Linked DNA regions of Mus musculus: regions 1 and 3 are each linked to region 2. The links are chromatin contacts, called in public HiChIP or PLAC-seq and promoter capture Hi-C maps. All regions are on one chromosome and are shown on one strand. The core of a region is the stretch at or near the end of the contact, and the rest is flanking DNA. Distances in the headings are between cores, read along the strand shown.

Region 1 (2,700 bases), core at 59-2,558, 170 kb before region 2:
GAACTGTGCTCAAAACTGTGCACACCTTCTTTGCCTCTGTCATCTTTTATGTCTGTAAGATAAAAAATAAAAACAGACTTACAGGAATTAAATGATTTGCTCCGAGGTCTCATCAGCTTCTGTGAGAATCTGTGCGAATGATCAGACAGGAATGAAGATATTCTAAGTAGCATTGTGTATGTCTCCTTTTGCCTATCAGGCGACTGAGACAATGGAGCCCAAACAATTGGAATTTCCCCAGAAATCTTATCCTGGGAGATAGAAAAGTCTGGAAGTCTGGTGCCAGCCAGACAGGGAGCTTGTCTCCCAAAAAGAGGTTTCATGTTGTTTTGATAATTCGTCAGACCCCCTTGCGGGAGAGATGGAGCCAGGGCAGTGGTAATGGGTAGTCCTTGGCCTGGACTACCTGGTTCTGCATATCTTTTAACCCAGGGTTAATGCTGGGACCATTTAATATGGTTCCTCATGCTGTGGTGACCACTAACTAGAAAGTGTTCATTGCTACTTAATAACTGTAATTTTGATACTGTTAAAAATTGTAACATAAGCAATGCGTGATGGCACACGCCTTTAATCCCAGCACTCGGGAGGCAGAGGCAGGTGGATTTCTGAGTTCGAGGTCAGTCTGGTCTACAAAGTGAGTTCCCAGACAGCCAGGGCTACACAGAGAAACCCTGTCTCGAAAAAACAAACAAACAAACAAACAAACAAAGAATTGTAACATAAATATCTGTTATGCAAGATATCTGATATGTGACCCCTGTGAAAAGTCATTAGATGCCCCCAAAGAGGTTACAGGTTGAGAACTACTGTCTTCTCCTCTGTTTAAGCCTAAACCTTGTATTAAGGACCCTAAAATCTGGTATAGGGGTCACTGGCTCTCTTTGCTCCTTTTCCCATGTGGCCACACTGGGAGAATCTCCTCTGTCAGTTTTCTACAATTACCTAGTTTACTTACTTGGCCTACTGAGATGGGCAGCCAAGCCTCATCGATGCCAGGGCCAGACTGGTACATTAGTCTTAGACACCTGCTAGCCTGGTGCTTACCCCTACATCGCCATGCCTCCCCAGAGAAAACACTTCATACTTTACAAGCATAACGCCACTCCAGAGTCATCAAACTGACCTAAAAACTTAGATTTAACATTAAGTTTCACTCTCTGGGCCCTGCCAGTTAAATCCCACAGCTGGAGGGTGGGGTGGGGCGTGGAAATGAAAGGAAATTGAATAGAACACAGGGTACCGTCCTCTGACCTGAGGCTGCCTTGTAAGCATGTCACAGAGCTACCAGACCGCAAAGATACTGAACTAGCTTGCTGGCTCACTGGATTAGGTCATGCTGACTCAACTAAGGGGACTCTGTCAGAGAGGTGTGGGGTGTGGGATGTGGGATGAATGTGTGTTCAACTTTAACAAGCAAAAGTTTGGAAGGAAGAACTGGAGGCCAGATCAAAATGGTTTTAGCATTTATCAGGCGCTTACTATGCACTTTGGTATCTGTGAACATTTAAATTGAGCTTAGCATGAGTGTGCTGAGTGCCTTACTAACATTCACTGCAATTTGTTCAACAGCCTTGCAGAGTTACTAGCACAGCCTCTTCCTCCTCCTTCTTTTTACCTTTGAAGTTTGTTTTTAAAGAACAGCATTACTAAGACAGGATTCACAGGCATTACACATCACCCAGTACAATCCAGTGGTTCTTAGCAGCTTGCACGCTGTTCTCCCGTTATGCAGATGAGGATCAGTTGCAAAACTTTGTAGATTGCTTCCCTCTCTCCCATTGTTGCCCACCTCCAGTCTCATCTTCCAGTAGCTGGACTCATCTTATATAAATACAAATATCCCCAGATTGCCTCCTCCATGCCCCGGAGCTTCCAGCAGCTTTGCCTTGCACTTGTCATAGGCACCACAATCTCTGTGGCCTAAGTGAACGTTCTAGCTCAGTGGCTTCAGTCCTGAACACGGATCGGAGTTAGAGCATGCAGGAAGCCTTGTGGAAAGAGGTCACAGCTGCATCATGAGTATCTACGTTTGTTTCGAGGCAGGGTCTCATTTTTCCCAGGCTAAGCTTTATCTAAGTGGGTAGCCAAGGGTGTCCTTGCATGCTTACCTACTGAAATGCATCCCCGCACCAATTCTGAGTTTCTAACTGTATGGTTGGTCTAGGAGACAGCCTTTGAGTACAACTGATGAACCTGAACCTCTCATGACTCTTGTATCTACTCCACTCTTCATTGGCCTTACTCTAGTCACACTTTCCGCCATTGCTTTCTTAAGCCAGGCAATCTCTGTAGGTGACTTGAGTGCCTAAGAATATAAAAATTGCTTCTTGTGGGGATAGAGAAAAGATTGAAATCGTACAGAGCTTAGTTCTGCCTTAGAGATATAGACTGTGTCTGTGATATTAAAATTTCACAGGAATGAACTATTTAGGGGGCAGGGAAGCAAATTTTTTTAAAAAGATTTATTTAATTATTTTATGTATATGAATATACTGTAGCTATCTTCAGACACACCATAAGAGGACATTAGATCCCATTATAGATAGTTGTAAGACACGGTATGGATGCTGGGAATTGAACTCAGGACCCCTGAAAGGCATCCAGTGCTCTTAACCACTGAGCCATCACTCCAGCCCTGGGAAGCAGATTTTTCTGATGGCTATAATGAGAGAAGGAAGGAAGAAAGGAAGGAAGGAA
Region 2 (2,700 bases), core at 80-2,579:
GTTGCTTTACCGATTGAGTCATCTCCCTAGCCCCAGACCCGAGGTGCATTCATTTAGCCACTCAAATAACAGTACTGAAATAAACATCCCAGCTGAGGGTTGATTCCTGCCCCCAGCTCCTAGAATTTTCCCCCCTCATTTAATCCTCACAGCAAGGCCACCACAGTTAATCCCAGCCCAAAGCTCTTGGATGTTAGTCTTGTGCCCGGTGTGTAGTTAGAGGCACTTAAGGCGGGGTTCCAGAGACAGCCTTTGTGAAGTGTGAGTTCCTTCCGTTCAGAGTGCACGGACAGGTAGGCTACACTAGAGACCTGAATGGGTGTTTTCCACCTCCTCCTCCCCCCTCAGCTGTCCGGCAAGGTCAGGGCAAATTATACCTGTGAGTATTCAAGAGTGAGTACCACCTTAAATCAGACACCCTGGCACCTCCCTAACTCATGCTGCGTCAGGTCATGCTGTTGGCTCCAAGACAAGTCACTGCCTTTTCTGCACACATAAGAAAGCAAACAAGCAAAAGATTTAGAGAGAGGGGGGAAAAAAAAAACAAGAGGGCAGGCAGTTAAATTTGGAAAAGAGTTCTAAGTGCCAATTTTTTTTTTTTTTTTTAAGAATTTATCTCTCAGGCATCCTGGGAAAATTTTAGACAGAGCTGAGAACAAAACCATTCAGTATGGGAAGTGTGTCCTGTAGACCTGAGATTCCTAGGCGACTGGAAAATGAGGCCAAGACCACTCCTAGGGTTTGGCTGAGGAGAGAAGGTTTTGTTGTAGGTGTGAGGGAGAGGACAGCCAAAGGCATCTGGAAGGGTCCAGACTGAACTGGGCCACGGTCGGGGATGGGAGGCGAGAGAGGAAAGGAGTGGCAAGCGATCCAAGAGAGGAACCAAGATACTAAGAGGGCATGTAACTAAAATGGCTGAGTTATATAGCGATCAGAGGCTGGGGGAAGGAAAGCCCAATCCGCGGGCTACAGAGGTTTAGGGGAAGGAGAGGGGGAGGGGCGAGAAGTTCAGGGAGAAGCCACAGGCTACTGAGAGGTAGCCAGAGTCAGCTTTGATATGTTAATAGGCACCTCAGGTAGCCAATTGCCCTGGGTTTCTTTGAGACCTAACATTAGGCAAACCCTCCTCTGTGCAAGGGCAGCTGGGACAGTTCCGAGTGAGAAGTCTGTGCAGTGAGGTGTCACACGCAGATAATGTCCTTCCTGCCTTTCCCGGGCACGGAGAGGTGCCCCGGCTCAGTGCATAAGCCCTTCATCTGGACAGAACCTTCTAGACTAACTAGGACCAGGTTTCTTCTAATCGTTGGGCTGGGTCTGGACTTTCAGAGCGTACAATATTGGTTAAGAAGGACACCTAGGGGCCGTCCCGGTTTACTGCAGGCAGGCACTCCTAGCTGCCCTGGATTCGGGATTCTCAATATTGTATGAACAAGGTGCTGTAGGTTACAGGGAGAAGGAAACAAACCTAACGAAAGCCCAGTTTCTAATTTCTAACCCCCAACACTTCTGATTACTCGCTGTGCTCTTGGGGGAGTTGTTTGGGGGGTTAGAAGCATGGAGAAATGTAGGGATTCAATAACATCTAACTCTTAATAACGTGTGCCTCAGTTCTTGGGACAAAGTAAGCCACGTCTTGTTATTGTTTCTAATGGGACTCTGCAAGGAAGAGAGTTAGTAACATTTAACAGCATTAAATTTAAACATCAATAATGTAAGACTTACATTTTTAATAGTCACTGAAGACCACAGTAGAGGTTTATAAAAAGTAAAGTACTTTCTCAGGGGGAAAAAAAAGTCAAACAAGCCAAACTGGCAAGATTTTTTAAACACAGTCTTTTAGAAAATCAAAATTAATTTATACATACACACAAATTCTGCTTTTTGGTTTTTTTTAAATTTTTTAAGTAAAGACAGGCTTGATGTGACTGGTTTTTCCTTTGCTTCAAACAACAAATGGTTTGTCCCTGTCTGGTACTGTGCCAACATATAACAAGAGGGCCCAGTGACATCTTTGTTTGCTTTAGATACAAGAATGAGAGCCCAGGATAAATGCTCAGACACACCAAAGGTCACATAATCAAGTACAGAGGAAATCACCCCCACACAGGAGCATCCTGGTGCAAGTCACCTTTTAAAGGGCATATGAAGAAGGACCACAGCGTTGGGGTGATCACAGGGCCTCGTGCATGCTGGGGCTGGGGCTGCAGCACAGAGACACATGCCAGCTGGGCATGGATCTAACTCTGCGCAGTCATGTGTGTGAAGGGAGAGAGAAGGAGACAGAGACACAGAGAGACAGAAACAGACAGGGAGACAGAGAAAGAAAGACATAGAGACAGAGACAGGAAGGAAGTGGAGGGGGAGGGAAGGGGAGGAGATAGAAGAGGGGGGAATGGGGAGAGGAGGGGAGGGGAGGAAGAGGAGGAGACATAGAGTCTTACATGGCCAAAGCTGGCTTCCAACTTGTGTAGCAGAGAACGACCCTAAACTTGTAATCTTCCTGCCTCTACCTCCTGAGTGCTGGGATTAGAGGTGTGTGCCACCGGGCTTGATTCACTGGTGCTGGGGACAGAACCCAGGGCTTTACACATATTGGGCAGGCATTCCACCACTGAGCTACATCCCCCCACCCTCATACTATTACTTGTTGGCAGAGATTTGGGCTCAGAGCTTTCTACCGTAGGCTGTCATTTTACTGGC
Region 3 (2,700 bases), core at 156-2,655, 190 kb before region 2:
GATAGTTCCAGAATAGCTAGGGCTTATATAGAGAGATAGAGAGACCCTGACTCAGACAGAGAAGAAGAGGGAGACGGAGATGTAAGGCGAGAAGGAGAGGGAAAGAATTGGAAACAGATGCAGTCAAATACATTTATAATCCTAGTACTCCAGAGGCTGGGGCAGGGTAGTCATGAGTTTGAGGCCAAGTTGTACTACATAGTGAGACCTTGACCCAAAAATAAGCAAATAAGGAACATTATCAATCAATTGGAAATCTGAACTCTTAACAGATATGTGAAGATAGTGAGATTTTTTTTCTTTTAGTTATCTGGGTTTATATTTAAAAACAATGTCATGATCTTTTATATTGAAATCTTTACAGACAAAATTACCCAGAGTTGTAGATTTGGTTTACAATGACCCAGAGGACAGAAAGGAGGGAATAATAAAGAGAGTGGCTCTTAACCTTTCTAATGCTGTGACCCTTTAACACAGTTTCTCATGTTGTGGTGACCCCCGCCCCCGCCATAGAATTATTTCATTGCTACTTCATAACTGTAATTTTGCCCTATGAAGCGTACTGTAAGCATCTGATAGGCAGGATATCTGCTATATGACCCTGCGGGGGTCGAGAGCCACAGATTTGAGAACTACTGATTTAGATGTCTCAAGAGTGGCCAGATTAAAAGGTGTGTGCAGAAACGGATACAGTGAGTGATGCCAGTTCAGCCACTGTGTGTACCCTAAATAAAGTCTTCCTTCGTTAAAAAAAAATCATTTTAGATAGGAGTAACTCTAACTTAAGGCTAGCCTGGCTATATAGAGAAGACCCCTGTGTCAGAAGTAGAGGAGGAAGAGGAGGAGGAGAGGGGAGAGGAGGAGGGGTAGGAGAAAGAGGAGGGGATAGTTTTTTTTTTTCAAAGCACTGCAAATGGGCAGAGAAAGGGGAAACCGAAACAGAACAAAAAAAATCAGATTCTGCAGAAAGCCAGGAAGGAAGTGAGATTGAAGGCTGCGTGGAAGGTCATGCCACTTTCTTCGCATTGTCTGTGCAACCTCTGTGAAAGTCCCTGCTTGGGAATCCGGACCCTGGGTGCAGAGTCCGTTTTCTTACCCCCAGCTGGGAGGCTCCTAGCACTGAGTGCTCTGGGTCTCTGTCCCTGTGTGTGAAGTGGACTTCAAACACGGTGTTCAAAGGCCTCTTTGTCTTTATTTTTCCAAACATGAGGAAGTTATTAGATTTTACAGTTTGTGTCCAGTGCCGCACGTGCCTTTGGCCTCTTGCTGTAAGACAGTCCTGAGAAGCCCGGATGCCTGCCGCTCTCCCCCAAGCTTTTCACCTCGGCTTTTCCATTTGTGGTTAAGAAAGCAAGAACCCGCCCTGTGCAAGAAAGTTCCCTCTTTTTCTGCCTGGAGGAGAACATGAGTAACAGATTTTTCCATCGGAGCTGTTTTTCCTGGACACGGCGTACTGTCCAGTCCAACGGTTGTAGCATGTGATCGCAGGGAGACCTTAAATAAACTTTCAGTGTTATCAGCCCCAGTTTTAGGAACTTATGAATTCATTTTCTGTAGTTGGTGATTTTCCTTTTTAAACAGAAGTTCTTTTTCATTCAGTAGCTGCTGAGAGCTTCCCAGGTGCCATACTGCGTAGCCCTGAGCATAGTAGACACGCTTTATGCTCAGCCCACGTCCCTGCAAGCAGCTGCCTTGGGCAGGGTCCTTGGCCCTCATTTTTATCATGACTTGTGGTCATAGTCCTTGCCTCTCCTGCTCAGCACAATGCCAGGCAGAGAGTCCCTATGCAAAAGGAAAACACACAACTCCTTATTCAACAAGAGTCAAGCATGGCAGGACCTGTAACTCCCATATTTGGGAGGCAGAGGGAGGGAGGGTCACGTGTTCAAGACAAGACGTTTGAGACTCTGTCTCAAAAATACAAGGGCTGGAGATGTACTTGACAAGTAGAACATTTGCCCAGCCAACACACAGCCCTTAGTTTGAGCCCAATCAACACAAAATAATAACAATAGTATTAAGAAGTGTAATGGAAAAAAAAGAAGAAGAAGAAGAAGAAGTATAATGGCTGGGTGGTAGTGGAGCATGCCTTTGATTCCAGCACTTAGGAAGCAGAGACAGTCAGATCTCTAAGTTCAAGTTCAGCCTGGTCTACAGAGTGAAGTCCAGGATAGCCAGAGCTACACAGAGAAACTATCTCAAAGGGGGGAAAAGAGCCGTGGTAAAGAAGAAACACATCAAGCATGAGGTCCTAATGAGTCTGGGATCCTGTGCAACCACAATGCTAATCTGAACACCCATAATACCAGCTCTGGTGCCTGGCACCTTGTGAAGAACCAATGTCATAGTCCTTGTCATGAACGAAAACTTAAGAAATGAGCACTCCACGTGGTTGTCGATTGCCATCAATGAAGAACAGAAGACAGTATGTATGGAAGAGATGCTTGTCCCAGACAGTCAGGTTTCAGATCCGGTGGCTGCTTCTCTCCTCCAGGGCCACAAAGTCCAATCAGTTGAGGCTTGGACCATGATGTTTTCCAAGCTGATTTCTGATTTCCCTACAGCACCCCTGTGTGTGTGTGTGTGTGTGTGTGTGTGTGTGTGTGTGTGTGTGTGTGTGTTTGCTGCCTGAGCACATTTGAACTGAACCAAACACATTCTTGGGACTGAAATCTGAAGGGAAGTACTCCTCTCTTTACT

Evidence for each region. HiChIP or PLAC-seq counts read pairs in DNA pulled down with a chosen protein or histone mark. Capture Hi-C pulls out chosen DNA fragments and counts their contacts.
Region 1: an H3K27ac HiChIP or PLAC-seq map of extraembryonic endoderm stem cells shows a contact between it and region 2. The contact joins two enhancer-like sites. A contact is called at or near these places in 8 of 115 datasets of contacts at active chromatin or transcription factors (bone marrow-derived macrophages, embryonic basal ganglia, embryonic stem cells and 5 more) and 3 of 9 other capture datasets (adipose tissue, liver and pancreatic islet).
Region 3: a promoter capture Hi-C map of liver shows a contact between it and region 2. The contact joins two enhancer-like sites. A contact is called at or near these places in 6 of 115 datasets of contacts at active chromatin or transcription factors (bone marrow-derived macrophages, fetal liver, heart atrium and 3 more) and 2 of 9 other capture datasets (adipose tissue and liver).

Annotation. Positions count from the first base shown.
Region 1 is chr6:97,445,784-97,448,483 of GRCm38.p6, reverse strand. The region is part of intron 1 of Frmd4b (FERM domain containing 4B); the gene reads left to right. Among named protein-coding and RNA genes, the nearest start is that of Frmd4b, 41 kb to the left of the region's middle. Within about 2 kb of position 1,308, at least 77 of the 459 cell types and tissues checked have an H3K27ac peak or open chromatin away from gene starts, as enhancers often do. A contact at or near this core is called in adipose tissue, bone marrow-derived macrophages and extraembryonic endoderm stem cells, where this site is marked.
Region 2 is chr6:97,276,755-97,279,454 of GRCm38.p6, reverse strand. No RefSeq gene overlaps it. Among named protein-coding and RNA genes, the nearest start is that of Gm32191, 25 kb to the right of the region's middle. Within about 2 kb of position 1,329, at least 246 of the 459 cell types and tissues checked have an H3K27ac peak or open chromatin away from gene starts, as enhancers often do. A contact at or near this core is called in adipose tissue, bone marrow-derived macrophages, extraembryonic endoderm stem cells and 3 more, where this site is marked.
Region 3 is chr6:97,462,691-97,465,390 of GRCm38.p6, reverse strand. The region is part of intron 1 of Frmd4b (FERM domain containing 4B); the gene reads left to right. Among named protein-coding and RNA genes, the nearest start is that of Frmd4b, 24 kb to the left of the region's middle. Within about 2 kb of position 1,405, at least 111 of the 459 cell types and tissues checked have an H3K27ac peak or open chromatin away from gene starts, as enhancers often do. A contact at or near this core is called in adipose tissue, bone marrow-derived macrophages, heart atrium and 2 more, where this site is marked.